5 separate regions of the Sus scrofa genome follow, and all the other regions are linked to region 5. A link is a contact called in public Hi-C and HiChIP or PLAC-seq data. All regions are on one chromosome and are shown on one strand. Each heading gives the region's core, a stretch centred on a gene start, on an enhancer-like site or on the middle of the called end of the contact. The rest is flanking DNA. Distances are from core to core; before and after follow the strand shown.

Region 1 (2,700 bases), core at 7-2,506, 260 kb after region 5:
TGCTGTGGCTGTGGCATAGGCCGGCAGCTATAATTCTGATTGGACCCCAAGCCTGGGAACCTCCATATACCTCTGGTGCAGCCCTAGAAAAGACAAAAAGACCAAAAAAAAAAATTATTTAGAAGGGGAATAATAGATATAAATTGAGAGAGTAAGAGTTTAAGAGTGTACGCGAAACAAACCAAGGGGGCATTTATCACCTGTGCTGGAAAGTCAGCACTGAAGCTAGAAAAGATGGGGTTCTAATAATCTTAGAACTCATTTGTAATACTTAAGGGACAAGACATACATTTATAGTTTGTTGGGTTTTGGGGGGGCGGGAGCACGCCCACAGCATGCAAGCATTCCAGAGATCAAACTTGAGCCACAGCAGTGACAATGCTAAATCTTTAAACACTAAGCCACAAGGGAACTCCCACATTAAGTTATTTGGTACTTAACAGATTTTCATTTTAGTCTCCCCCTCTTTTTTCTAATACTTTAATTGGGGCAATCTTCGAATTAAAAAAAAAAAAAAAAGTTGACTCTTTTGCCCAAAAAACTAATGATTTTTTCAAAAACTAGGTAAACGCGTGGAACATTTTCTCAGCAATCCGCTCCGAGTAAGACCTCTCTAGGAAAGCGGGCACCACAGGTGACCTGCCTGTGGTCACTAGAAGGCACGAAAGCAGCCAGGAGGATGAGTGAGCCTCTGGGGGCCCATCTCGGGAGCCTCCACCCCTTTCCAGGGGGAGAAAGGCCACAGGGACTTTTCGGGACTTTTGCAGACAAGAGTTCAAATCTTGCCAAGAGCCAAGAAAGCCCATAAGCCTGGCAAGCATTCAGAAAACAAAAGCACAAATTGCCTAATACGAAACAGCATTTCTAACGCGGAGCCGTCCTAATGCCCACCCAGCCCCCACCACGCCCACAGGTCTGGCTGGACGGTGGCTATTTTTAGGTGGCCTAGAAGCCAGGACGGGCCGCCAAGCCTGGGAGGGCTCACGTACGGAACAGATGCTGCGATCCGGCAGGACAGAGGTTTAGTCTGTTTAGGTCATTTATGGAATCCACAACGTAAAGCTTTCTTTCTTCAGGAAGGCCGCGAGAGCCGGTGTCCTGGGAAGAACGATTCATTGTCCCCGGAAGAAAACGCGGACCTTAAACGCAGGACGCTGGGCTGGGGAGCTGGACTTGGCCAGGATCACAGCCCACAGGAAGCTGGGCAGGCACTTGAAGAACCACCCACACGAATTACTTCCCAATGAAGGGCCAGAAAAGCTTTGCTTGTCCAAAAGAAAATACTCCCTTGTGGGGGCAACTCTTGTTTTTGCTTTGCTTGCCAGGAAGCTCAGCGTCTGCCGTGGGCCCCATTTTAATGCTTTAATACTCTGCTTACATGCATATGTGCTTTCCTCTTCAGATTTCTCACTTCTGCCTATATTTCCCTTGGGTCTCTTTTTTAATTTTGTAATTGACTTTTCAATATTTCTCTTTTATCACATTGTTCATACGCTAGTGAGATGCCTCAAATCTTGTGTGCAAGACGACTATGCATAAACACCCAGAAAGACAAAATTAAGTGAGGCAGCCTGTGGCCATAAAGATGCTGAGGGGAGAAAATATTACTGAGAACCGTTCTAACTGATGAGGCTTTAATACAAAACTGTACTTTTGTGCAGTATAAAGGTCTAGAAGCCAGTGACTTATGTTAAGGTGGAACACATAAAATATTTTATTTAGGGTTTAAATCTTCCTATTTCCAAAAGAATTGGAGGCAGTTAATAGTACACTGACAAATAAAATTGAGGTAAAGAGCCTCATGTGATATCTAGATCTTAGTAAAAGCAATGTAATAAACTTCATACCTGCCTTTAATGTGACAACACACTATTTATTTACTTCCTTTAACATTTTTAAAATTTCCTTTAATACACAGCTACAGAATAAACAGAAATATGACCAGAGTTAGGAGAAACCAAATACAGAAATAAAAAAATAAGAACACCTATAGAAGATCTGAAAAAAAAAAAATCAGCCATTTACTAAACAGACTAAACTGCACTCTAAAATATTAAAACTCAGGAGTTCCCATTGTGGCTAAGCAGTTAACGAATCTGACTAGCATCCATGAGGACGCAGGTTCGATTCCGGGTCTTGTTCAGTGGGTTAAGGATCCAGTGTTGCAGTGAGCTGTGGTATAGGTCGAAATCAGGACTGGGATCCCGAGTTGCTGTGGCTGTGGTGTAGACTGACAGCTACAGTTCCCATTCAGCCCCTAGCCTGGGAACTTCCATATGCCATGGGTGCAGCCCTAAAAAGACAATAAATAAACAAACAAACAAATAAAATCTTGAAACTCAGCAATTTCCCAGTAAAACCTAAAACCTACTAGCATGTGTAAAAAATATGCTTCCAGAACCCTAAGAAAATGTGAGTTCAAAAAGTAATGAACTAGTTAATTTTTTTCAAAGTTAAAAAAAAAATTTTAAAGGGTGTTTCAGTTCTTCAGAAATTTTAATTAACAAGAACACATCACCCCCTGAGTATTTTTGATGAGATACTACTGAAGCACTTCAGACATTGATATTACCTAATTCCAAATATACTTCAGGGAGCATTCCTAAGGGACTGACTTTAAGTGATTAAAATAAAAAGAAGAGCAGAGGGGCCTTAGAAACCCATCAAATTCTCTTACAGATAAAACCCAAAGTGTTGACT
Region 2 (2,700 bases), core at 175-2,674, 290 kb before region 5:
AAATTACTTAACAATGCCTCAGTTTCCTCACTGTAACAGGATTATTTTAAAGAAAAAAAAGAGATTTACATTTTTAATGTGTGGAATAGTTCCTGACCCTATCTAAGCATTGGTTAAATATCAATCAATCAGTCTTACCCCATGTAGCATGAAACCATGGCTTCTAAGAAAAAATTTTTTATGAGAAATATTTTTCCACCCTCCCATGAGGCAAGATAATCCTGACTTTAAATTTCCTTGTATAGCACTTAAATATTAGCCGATCAGCTAGTCTCATATCTATGAGAGTTCTAGGCACTAACCATATTGGGCATTTTATGTATCACTTCATTTAATCTACTGTGGGAATCCTACAAAGATTGGCAATTTTCTCATTACAGATGAGAAAACTCTAGTTTTGAGAAGATAGATAATTTGCACAAATTCACTGAGTTAGTGGCAGAAATGGGCCAACTGAAGACATCTCCTAAGCCAATGTTTTTAATCAGTCCATCACCATGGATAGAGCACTAGAAAAAAAGATAATTTCACAACTTTTCAAAACTAAAAATTTGTCCCATCCAAGTATTCTTAGCCACATCCTGGAAGCCCAGCAATGTAAAATTTGAATACATCAGTGCCTGAGCATGTGTTTCCTGCTTCCTAGAAGCCATGGGCTTATGTGTGTGATTGATCCCCACGGTTTACTAAGGTTCATCAGTGGAAATCAAGGCTACATCGGCAATGGCCTCTAGGTGGTATCTGGAATCACGTCAAAAATGACCTTCTGAAGCTTCCCCATACATGTTTGTAAAATACTGGCACCAGAGTATTTAGTCTTAGCAGCTACATAGTTCTGGAAAGTCCAACTTATCAACCTATTAGCCTAATGATTAGTTAGCTCTAATGTAACAGTCTCAAGGATGAATGTCCTATTATTGATAGGAAACACTGACTAGCTCTGAGTGGGTCTTTTCAAATTGTGAAACTCCAATAAAATGTCTCCACTCACTTGGCTTGGCTCAATTGCTAATGAAGAAGTCTGGATTTTATGAACTCCCTGACCAAAAGCAGTCAGTACAAAATCTTAATGTCAGCCTATCCTGTCTTTGCTGACAGATCCCAGAAGGGCCTACCAATGACTCACTTTCACCAGTTAAAAAATAAGCAGAAGCCACTTCTTTGTTCCTCTCTGAAACAACTGACTTGGGAAGTTTGGCCCTCTACCACTCAGATAAGTGTCTAAAATAATGTTCTTTGTCTCTGAGTATCACTGGCTACCAGTGATCTCTGTTTCAGTGAAGAAGGGTGTAATTTTAGATTCTCCTGAACCGAAAGACTAAATTCTGGATTTGATAACACTAGATACTTAATGCCAAAAGAAGAACCATGCAGAAGGCTGCAGAAGCATTCAGACAGCTTAGGAGGGAAATGGAATGTGGAACTGCTTCAGAAGAGTTGTGGTTCATGTTGCTACCAGACATGCTGAGAGGCAGAACTTGTAGCTGGCAGATGCTCAACACAGAATAAGCTGCTCATCTCTCTAGCACTGCTTAGAAAAGATCACCTCTTTTAGAAGAGGGACTATACATGTACAACATAGCAGTCATCATCCTGGTCAGTGATCTAGACAAAACATCTGAGTTACAGCATGAAAATCACAGTTCATTAAGATGGTTTGCAGGCACATCAAAAATTAAAAAAGCAGCTTCAGATCAAAGGAGTGGAGAGATTATTATATTCATTGTATTCCAGAAATCTGCTTCTACATCACTTAATTCTAGTAAACCCTGGGTTGACACTTCCAACTACAGTATAGATTATAAACTAATTAAAACCATTTATAGGACCCTTGACTTACAAGACTAACTTCAAATAGAAAAAAAAAAAAAAAAAAAAAAAAAAAGGAGCTTTCAAAGCTATTTGGCAAAACAGGACTCCTTCATCCATTAGTATAAGCAAATGAGTTCTAAGTAGGGGTTGTAAGAATAACGTTTATCCTCTTCAAACAGCGAACCTTACTGAAGGCCAAAGAGGTAAGGTTAAAATCTTGGTACTATGCTCAACACTGAGTGGAATGCCATCTCTTAGGGGTAAGACAAAAAGTATTTCCTCTATCATGCAAGTTCTGCAATTAATTATCCCATAGCTATCAAGAATAATACATTCCTCTGATAACATACGTTCGATTATCATAATTCCCTTTTAGCAAAGCTTCTAATGCTGCCTTTTCTTTTGCCGCACTTTATAGAAAAAGCAACGCAGAGTTATAGATTAGCTGCTCTAATCAAAAAGAGAATTAAAAAGGAATTAGAGTTTGTTTTTTGGGTTTTCTTGGGGGTTCCCTAGAGATCATTTCAGCTGAATGATTTCTTAGAGCTATTCACTCATATCTAGACCCTCTCAATCTTATTTTCAAAACTCTTTGGACCCAATATAAAGAATCACTGTTATGATAATAACTGAATGGAGAATATGTTTTAAACATAAATATAACCACCAGTGGGTATGAAATAGTTAAGTAGTAAAATCCCATCAAGGCAACAAACAGCCTCAATACTAGGGAAGTGTTTTCTAGTCGTCTCCCAACTCACAGCCTAGGAAGCCTAAAATCGCCTCTGTATCCAAGAGTTCCACAGACACTTTCTGTTTACCATGTTTGTCTGCTGAACAGCACTTTCAAAATGGAGAGAAGCTACAGCCTGGAGACCCCATATTTCA
Region 3 (2,700 bases), core at 126-2,625, 290 kb after region 5:
TACTTGCACAACATTCTGAGGGTCAAAGTGGATATTGTGTTTGTATGGCTAGTATTCCGATATGATAACACCTGAGAATATTCCGATATTTAATTTCAAAGTCTCAAAAAAGGATTAAATGAGATGACTTTTACCCAGTTTAACACTAGTTTTTAGTACGGTGTCTCGTAGGAATTTCTGCTTTCAGTCCGTTGTTCTTAACCGTACAGTGAGGAATAATGTATCATTAATTCAGGTAAGCACCTACCCATCCGGGAAAAGCTTCAGCTTTGCAAAGAGAAGACAAAAACCTAAACTTTTGGCCAACTGCAATCTGAGCTCTCCACCCCCCAACCCCCCACCCCCGCCTAACACGGGCTCCCAGCAGAGAACCTAGAGAATACTGCACAAAGGAGGACGAGGTTTCGGCTCAGGGAAGCAAGAGGTCACCTCGACTGGTCACAGAAGAGCTGGGGGCTCGGGGTCAGGGAGGGGTAGGAGCAGAGCCTAAGCTGGGACAGTGGCCCCCAGCATCCGACATCTCCGCCGGGCCACGTGGACACGCGGGATGAGCAAGAAGGCAGCGGAACGGGATGCCACACGGGCGCCTACACGTCACGCCTGCCCTACCGCGCAAGGCCCAGGCCGCGTGACGCAAGAGCCGGTCCAAACCCGCCGGACGTTTGGCATTCCCGAGAACTCCATGTTGGAGCCGGGTAGTCAAAAACGACCAGTGACAGCAGGACACAACTCCGAGCTTGGCCCCCTCCGTCTGGGAGTGATCTAGAGAACAGACACCAGCCTTTGAGAACAGTTCCCAGCTCCCGGTCACCCTCGACCCTGACCCACTCTCAATCCCAAGGACCCATTCGTCCCCTCCCTGCCCCCAAGGCGGGTGCCCAAGAATTCGGGTCGCACGCCAGATCCAAATCGCGCGAGGTACGGCCCTCGGGGCACACTGGGAAGTGTAGTTCCCCCGGCACGCCAGGCGCCCCGCCGACGCAAACGTCTAGAGGAAAAGAACTACAACTCCCACGGGGCCCAAGACTAAGAGACTCGCTAGCCCGGCCGGCAACTGGGATGCCGGTGGCGGGGATACCCTCCTACCTGCCGTCGCCGCCGTCGTTGCGGCTGCCCCTGAGCCGCCGCCACCACTGCCACCACGGTGGGGTGTGTTCCGCTTCTTATTCTTCGGCATCGTGGGACGCCCGGTGCCGCCTAAACTCGGAGCTTAGCGAGGATCAGCCAATGGAGCTGCACTTTTTACTCGTGCGTCTGTGCGGCGGGCGGCTGAGAGGCGATTCTTCGGCTAACAACAGAGGCGAGAAGCGGCGCGGGTAAGAGTGGGCGGTGGCGGCAGCAGAAATCCCCGTGAAGAGCTGTGATCGGAAACGATACATGTTTCTCTCTAGCGCAGGAGCTAAGGCGGGGCGGTCGCGGCCACGACGCCTTAAGTACAAGACAGCTGCCTGTCGTCACCATATATGGGCGGGACTCGAACTCTCACTAGCCAATCCCTATAGATCCCCCCACCGAAGTCTACTTCGGGCGGCCGAAGGATGTTGACTACCGATCCCATGCCACAAGTCTTCCAGCGGCGCCCAGGGAGCCAGGCTTAGTTGCCGCTCTGAAGTCTGGGAAATGTGGTCTCACGGGGGAGCCGGCTCCCAGCTCCTCCCAACTGGCTTTTGTACGCACTTCCCTTCCCGTAACCCCTCCCTTCTCTCCCCGCAGCCCCGCCTTGGAATTGACGAAGGTGGTCATGGATGGTGAGCAATGCCGCGGGTATGCTGGATGACGACAGCCCGCTTCCAACTGGGAGCTAAGCAATCCGCGTGGCTGGTCTGTCTCCAGAGGATCGTGTTCTTCTCCTTCACCTTTCCCCTACTTGCCTGCGTCCTCTGCCCCGGCACAGCCATACCCCCTCCTTAGGAATGTTCCCATGGTTTTAGTCTTTTAATTATTAGTTTAGCGATCATCAGTATCTACCATTGAATTGTGGTTCAGGGCTCTTGTGCCCCCCAAACCTTCAGAAAGGTGTGCTTTAATCTACTTAGTCGTGTAGTTCGTGTGTTTCGTCTATTCTGCACCGGAAAGATCTGGCGATTCAGGTTTCTGTACAAGAATGTGTCCTTTTGACAATTCTGCCTGCCAGTTAGGAGGTCAGCCTGGGATAAGAATTGGGTTTGGGTAACTTAACAGCTGATAAAACAAACATGGGCTATGAATACCAATAATCGCAGTGTTTTTTATTTTCCCAGGTGCTCCTAAGAGTTCTGTCTTCCTTGTTGCATTCGTCAGGTATCTAGGACCTGTTATTAAGCTCATATCCTTATGACAGACCATAGTGACTGATTCACCTCAGTGTAGGTGATTCATCCCCCACTCCACCTCTCTCCTGAGCTCCTTCTCTTATTTTCTTTTCAATTGCATTGTAGCACATTTACACCTGCATGTTCCATATGCACCTCAATCCACCATCTCTAATACTGTATTTCTCTCTTCCTGCCTTCCTTGTGTATGTTCACAGTACTACTATCTTCCCATATGTCCAGATTCAAAGACTCAAATTCATACATGGTTTCCCTAAAACCATCAGTATTACCATAAAACTCTGAAGTTCATGTGCTCTTTTCCAGTCACACATGACCTCAGCTGGTGCCTGGGCATTTTAAGGGATCTTGCCAGTCATTTCACCATATTTCATGCATAATAATGTTG
Region 4 (2,704 bases), core at 191-2,690, 260 kb before region 5:
CATCACTTGGCAAAAATCTGAAATGTCCAATTAATTTTGAGAAGAAGATAATTGCTGCTTTTAGATAAAATTGCATATATTTATTACAAGAACCAAATAAAGCAGATTACATCAGTTTTCCTAAACCACTAATCAATAATAGTAAATGTGATATGCTAAGAGCTTAAAAACCCTTAGACTTCTTCAAACTTTTAGAACCCTTCGAATCCAGGGTGTATAGTATTTTGTGGTTTGCTTTGTCTCTTAACTCTTAACCTGACAGTCAACTTTTCCAGGTTTAGTGATATAAGGAATGAAAAAAATTAGCTATGATCAAATAAGGTTATGATCTATACAATTTGAAGCAATAATTTTACATTTTAGAACTTGTAGATGATATCAAGCCTTTGTCTATTAATATAATAAATAATTTCTAAAAATTCTGGTTGATGGAAGATAGAGACTTCAGTGTTTTCTCCAGTAGTTAATGAACTAAATGTAAAATACCTCATTAATTTCTTAAACCCCCTTGTGAGGCAAGAAAATGACACTCTCATCTAACAGCTGGGAAAACTGAAGAGCTAGTGGATGTAACTTCACACAGTTACAAAGGAAAATAATGGCTCTAGTATATCCTGAATTGTGAGCATGAAAGAATATTACACACACTATCCCCTCCCTTGTTTTTAAGGAATCAATCCCTGCTTCTTAAAATTTAAGGATATTTTAATTTTTGGATCTTCTCCCTATACCTTTCGGCAGAGTAAATTATTGCCTCATGGTTAGGCCATGCAGTCACCCTTTTAATTTACTTTTAAATAGCTTTTCCCTAATCCATACAACTGAAGAACTGAACAATCATGAAATTTAACAAACTTAAGTCACTTATTCTATAGATTTCTTTTAACTGTAAAATTTCAGGAAATAATAACTCTTTGCAAAGTACATTTGGACACTAATTGGGAAATAAAAGAAAGCAAATTGATTTGTAGTTCCACAAAAAATGAATTTGACATTTTACTTACAAGTTGCAAACCACTGTATAGTTTTGAGTACTTCTGAATTTATTTCTTTGGAAAAAATATGGAATATTTCCCTCAAATGGAAATGCCTTCAAATTACTTCCAGTACTGCTGTAGAACTGATTTTTCTAGGTTAAGGGAATGCCAAAGTTAGGCATTTAATATACATATATTTGATCATTATGTGTTTTTCTTAACTGGGTTTAGGACATCCCAAAACAGATCAGGAAGGAAAATGTAACATCATCATTTCAGTATTACCAACATTGGGCTTTGTTTAATGACTGTGACATCATGAGAGTGAAGTACTCATTTTTAAGCTTTAAACAGAGAAAGCTTTACCTCCGTATGTCCAATAGAAATACAATATGTAAATTAACCCATTTTATCTGTATGCTGATTGGCTTGAGTTCCCCCGAATGTCACAATCTCACCACCCAGCAATGAGGTATTTTACTGCTGTCTGGAGATCAAATTATTGCTGTAGAAAAGATCTTTTTTTTTTTCCTGTTTCATTAACAGATTATTATAAAGCAATAAGCATGCAGGAGGAAAAGCAGACGTTCTACTTTGGGAGTTAATGAAAGCATGTCTTTTTTTTTTTTTTTTTTTTTTTTTTTTGAAGTGTGGTCCTTTAAAATCTTATACCACCCCCCACAAACAAAATTATTCGGAAACGATGAAATAAAGAACTGTATGATTCCAGAGACATCCCTAAGGACCCAGGTGTCAGGCTATGTGGTGTCTTGTGATATCATCGGATCTTTTGGACTGGTGTAAGTTTTATGAATTCGTTATATTCCTAGTATTTTTCTTCTGTAACGACAAAGGGGGGAAAGAAACTCACATACACACATGTGCTTTGACATTTCCAGTCTCTTGCTCAGCCACACCAGCAAAAAGGAAAAAGGCTGTTGCTCAGCGGGGCGAAATGTGAGGAATAGTCATTTAAAATTTGTGTAAGCCTGATTCTATTGCCAGATTCGTTAAGACAGAACGGACATAAATCATTTTGCAGTTGTCCTCAGAACTTAGCTTCTTCTTACTTAAGGCATATCTGCGTGCATTGGAGAACAGAAGATTACCAACAAAGACAGGGCTCCCCTAACCTGCTTTCCCTTCTTCCCCATTGACAAGATTTTTCCTGACTGTGCTTTTTCTTTTCTTTTCTTTTCTTTTTCTTTCTTTTTTTCTCCCCTCATCCCCCTCATACACACCTCCGCCCCCCAGCTAACCTGCAAAGGCAAGGGTCAGCTGAAGAGATCATTAAAGAAGAAACCTAAAAGAAGCTTTCAATGCTTTGGACCACACTAACAGAGCATGGAAGAAAATGCTTGGGGAAAAGCGAGGGTTCCAGGAAGCTAAGGAGGGGGCGGCACCCCGCGGCACCATCGTGTGCTGCCCTAAGGGAAGAGGGTGGGCCTGAGGTCCTAAACAAGCCTTTCCAAACCCCTACTTCCTACGCAGAGAGGGAAAAGTTCAGAAGCAGCCACAAGGGGACAAAAGCCCAATTTCGCCAGTTCAACAAGACAGGACTTTCAACAAACCCAGCCTGCTCTGGAAACGGGTTGGGGCCCCTGTTTGCTCCACAGAGGCTTAAGAAGCCCCTGCCGCCGCCCTCGACACCGCTGCCGCCGCCGCCGCGCGGGCCCCTGCGTTACTGGGGGAGTCGGTGCCGCTGCGACAGGGGAGGACGCGGCTGG
Region 5 (2,700 bases), core at 132-2,631:
CAAACTTTTCATTTGCATATGAGGAATCTGCATCTGAGAGTGCTTTATCACTATAAATGTGCTGCCCACCCCAACCCCCCAACATTTATTAACTGAAAAATTAAAAAATTCATATTAGAGGAAATAGGATAAGAATATAGACAACACTAATAGAAAATTAGTGGAAGAAGAGAACCAGTGATTGTTGGGGACCTATTGTGCTTTTTATTTTTAAATGAAGATTTAAGTGCCAACTATATGTCAGGCACTATGCTAGGCCAACTTAATGGTAAGCAAAACTGGACGTGTCCTGCAGCTGGAGAAACTGAAACAGGCTGGAGTGCACAGAGTTGGGGAAATGTGGCGAGAGGTCAAGTTAAGCTAAAGGTAAAAAGGAAGTAGAAGACACAGCAATTTGTCTGTACTTGTATAAAGATTTTGAGCTTTATGCCAAAGGGGTTAAGCTATGTAAAGGTTATATGGCAATTTTTACATTCATCATCTCATTTAATCCCTACACAACTCTGTAAGGCAGTATTAGCATTCTATTTTCATATGCAGAGACTGGAGTTCAGAAAGACTGACCTCCTAAATGCTATAAATAGTAGGAAATGATAGTGGGGGCAGACGGCTGGCAGGCAGGAAAGGGCTTCTCGGAGAGGGAGGGAGAATTCATACTTTTTAATGATGCCAGAAAAACAAAAAAAACAACAGTGTGTCACCAAATATTCACAACTTTGCAAGCAAGGTTTCATTACTATTTTTTAGATGGAGAAATTTTGGTCGCCCTTAGAAAGCGGAGAAACTGCCTTTCAAATCCCAAGACCATCAGCTCCACAGCTGCTGTGAAACGCTGCTTCCGAAAAACATCCCCTGACGTTCATTCGGTAGGTTTTAGATACAAATGAGAATCACCCCGGCATCTGAAGGACCCTCAGGAAGCGGGGCCAGTGAGTGGGTAAAAGTCAAGACCGGGAGGTGTATTAAAGGGAGTCTTAATAAGAAAAGGAGGCATGAAGGGCTCTGAAGGAGAGCCTAAGGAGCTTGAGCTTTAGCCAGACCGCGGACACAAAGGCATAGATTATGCGATACATATTAAAGAGCAGCAACGCCTCCTGCAGTATTTACAGTACTCAAGTAGCCCGCCCGTCCTGTCCCAGTTTCGGTCCAGCCCGAGGCGGCGGCCTAGATGCTTGATGGACACGGTCGGCCAGATCGTTTGCGGTTTTCCAGCTCCCGCTTTCCCGCGGAATTCAGGTCTCGCCAGGGCTCGGAACACCGGCTCAGCTGGCGCCGTAGGTAAGGCCAGAAGCGTTCGCTCAGCGTCCCGCGCCCCTGGGTCCGCCGCGGGGGCGGGGAGGGGGCCGGGCCTGGGCCGGGTCTCCGGGAGGAAGCGCGTCGCGCGGCTTGACCCCGGCGGCGTTCCGTACCGTCGCGGCTTCGGCGGCGGAAACATGGCGGCCGTGGCCGGGCCGGTCGTGGAGAAAGTTTCCGACGAGAGGGGCCTGTGCTAGAACGTGCAGCCTCGGGCCGTCGCCTCCCCTGGCGTGTCGCCTCCCTGCTCCGAGTAGCGGGCTCAGCCCTAAATCTCTCCCTTTTCCGTGTTGGCCCCAGAGACGACTCCGAGGTAGGAGAGAGTGTTGGTGGCGGCGGTCGAGTCAGGAAGGGGGCCCAAGGGGGTCATCGGCAGGTTGGCGAGACCTGGGCACAGATACTGCCCAGGGCTCCGCGTGGTGCAGGTCCCAAGCTCCGCCCAGCCGGCCTCCCGAGGCGGGGATAGGGATACCGGCCCGAGGAGATGTCGATGGTGAGGGGTGGAGAATGGAAGGCTGGGCGCCTCTCGTTAGCTGCGAGTGGTTCCCCAGTCAGCTGAGCGCCCAGTTTTGGTTGCCTTCTCCCAAAGTAGAAGACAGCCAGGCTCCTTCTTGGGCCTTCCACATCTTGTTAGGAGGAGGCAGAATGGAAGAAGAATTGCAGTTGCTGCCCTATTGCTGAGGAATTTAATGTTCACGGAGCCATTCTTCTTGTCTGAGATGAGTCCAAAGAGTTATTATCATGAATTCATAGAAGCAAAGCACTGGAGTTCCTCGACTCCGTGCACAGTAGCTTCTTTCAACTTTTGGCACTCCGCATAGATGGGACGGAAATCGTTTCAGAGTCAAAAAATGTTGCACGTGATAGAGTGTGTCTCGGACTCAGTAAACCCTTCTCCCGAAGTAGGACAGAAAGAGAACTTGTTGGTTTGGGGGAAGTTGGATGAGTTAAGTGAAGGCTGGAGTAAGGCGGACAGAGAAACAAAACATTGATGGAAACTCCCTTAGCTCTGTCACTTCTTAACTGTGGGGTATTAGAAAACTTGTTTATTCTCTCCTTATTAATATGTGTTCTATAGCTGGCACTGTTATGAAATAGTTATTTCTGTATAAGTCCCTATTTCTTCAACAGATACTTGGTACCAAACTTTCTGCTTAACAGTGGATGTACAGTATTGAAGACAGACTTTCAGAGACCAAGTACAGGGATCAAATAAATGGGTTTAGGGTGATCACCCTAAGAAAATGGTTTAGGCGGAGACTTGAAGGGAGGAAAGAGCCAGGTGTGAGGAATGGGGTGGGGCCAGGAGGAGGGAAAGGAGTGCACCTGGAAGGGAATAGCATTAGTGCAGTTCACAACTGAAAGGTCAGTATGGCTGTAATACAGAGTTCAAGAAGAAAAGTGTTA

Evidence for each region. Hi-C and Micro-C count contacts between places; a contact is called where the count stands out from the background. HiChIP or PLAC-seq counts read pairs in DNA pulled down with a chosen protein or histone mark.
Region 1: a contact with region 5 is called in an H3K27ac HiChIP or PLAC-seq map of skeletal muscle. The contact joins the promoter of LSMEM1 here to the promoter of TMEM168 in region 5. A contact is called at or near these places in 4 of 47 Hi-C or Micro-C datasets (embryonic fibroblasts, fetal skeletal muscle and skeletal muscle) and 1 of 2 datasets of contacts at active chromatin or transcription factors (skeletal muscle).
Region 2: a contact with region 5 is called in an H3K27ac HiChIP or PLAC-seq map of alveolar macrophages. The contact joins the enhancer-like site here to the promoter of TMEM168 in region 5. A contact is called at or near these places in 2 of 5 promoter capture datasets (fetal liver and liver), 5 of 47 Hi-C or Micro-C datasets (embryonic fibroblasts, fetal skeletal muscle, heart right ventricle and 1 more) and 2 of 2 datasets of contacts at active chromatin or transcription factors (alveolar macrophages and skeletal muscle).
Region 3: a contact with region 5 is called in a Hi-C map of liver, with 12 times the contacts expected there. The contact joins the promoter of IFRD1 here to the promoter of TMEM168 in region 5. A contact is called at or near these places in 1 of 47 Hi-C or Micro-C datasets (liver) and 2 of 2 datasets of contacts at active chromatin or transcription factors (alveolar macrophages and skeletal muscle).
Region 4: an H3K27ac HiChIP or PLAC-seq map of alveolar macrophages shows a contact between it and region 5. The contact joins the promoter of GPR85 here to the promoter of TMEM168 in region 5. A contact is called at or near these places in 3 of 47 Hi-C or Micro-C datasets (embryonic fibroblasts, fetal skeletal muscle and fibroblasts) and 2 of 2 datasets of contacts at active chromatin or transcription factors (alveolar macrophages and skeletal muscle).

What each region holds. Positions count from the first base shown.
Region 1 is chr18:33,189,654-33,192,353 of Sscrofa11.1, forward strand. It overlaps LSMEM1 (leucine-rich single-pass membrane protein 1), which reads right to left and starts at 1,257. Exons shown (of 3, transcript XM_003134769.5): 1 at 990-1,257. The coding sequence starts at 1,116. It overlaps LOC106506809 (a long non-coding RNA gene), which reads left to right and starts at 2,261. Exons shown (of 3, transcript XR_002340212.1): 1 at 2,261-2,700.
Region 2 is chr18:32,638,032-32,640,731 of Sscrofa11.1, forward strand. The region is part of intron 2 of LOC102164930 (a long non-coding RNA gene); the gene reads right to left. Among named protein-coding and RNA genes, the nearest start is that of GPR85, 28 kb to the right of the region's middle. Within about 2 kb of position 1,425, at least 7 of the 83 cell types and tissues checked have an H3K27ac peak or open chromatin away from gene starts, as enhancers often do. A contact at or near this core is called in alveolar macrophages, where this site is marked.
Region 3 is chr18:33,219,596-33,222,295 of Sscrofa11.1, forward strand. It overlaps IFRD1 (interferon related developmental regulator 1), which reads right to left and starts at 1,376. Exons shown (of 12, transcript NM_001007519.1): 1 at 1,087-1,376. The coding sequence starts at 1,177.
Region 4 is chr18:32,665,891-32,668,594 of Sscrofa11.1, forward strand. GPR85 (probable G-protein coupled receptor 85) reads left to right here and starts at 1,441. Exons shown (of 3, transcript XM_013985697.2): 1 at 1,441-1,777; 2 at 2,232-2,704.
Region 5 is chr18:32,926,960-32,929,659 of Sscrofa11.1, forward strand. TMEM168 (transmembrane protein 168) reads left to right here and starts at 1,382. Exons shown (of 5, transcript XM_003134765.6): 1 at 1,382-1,606.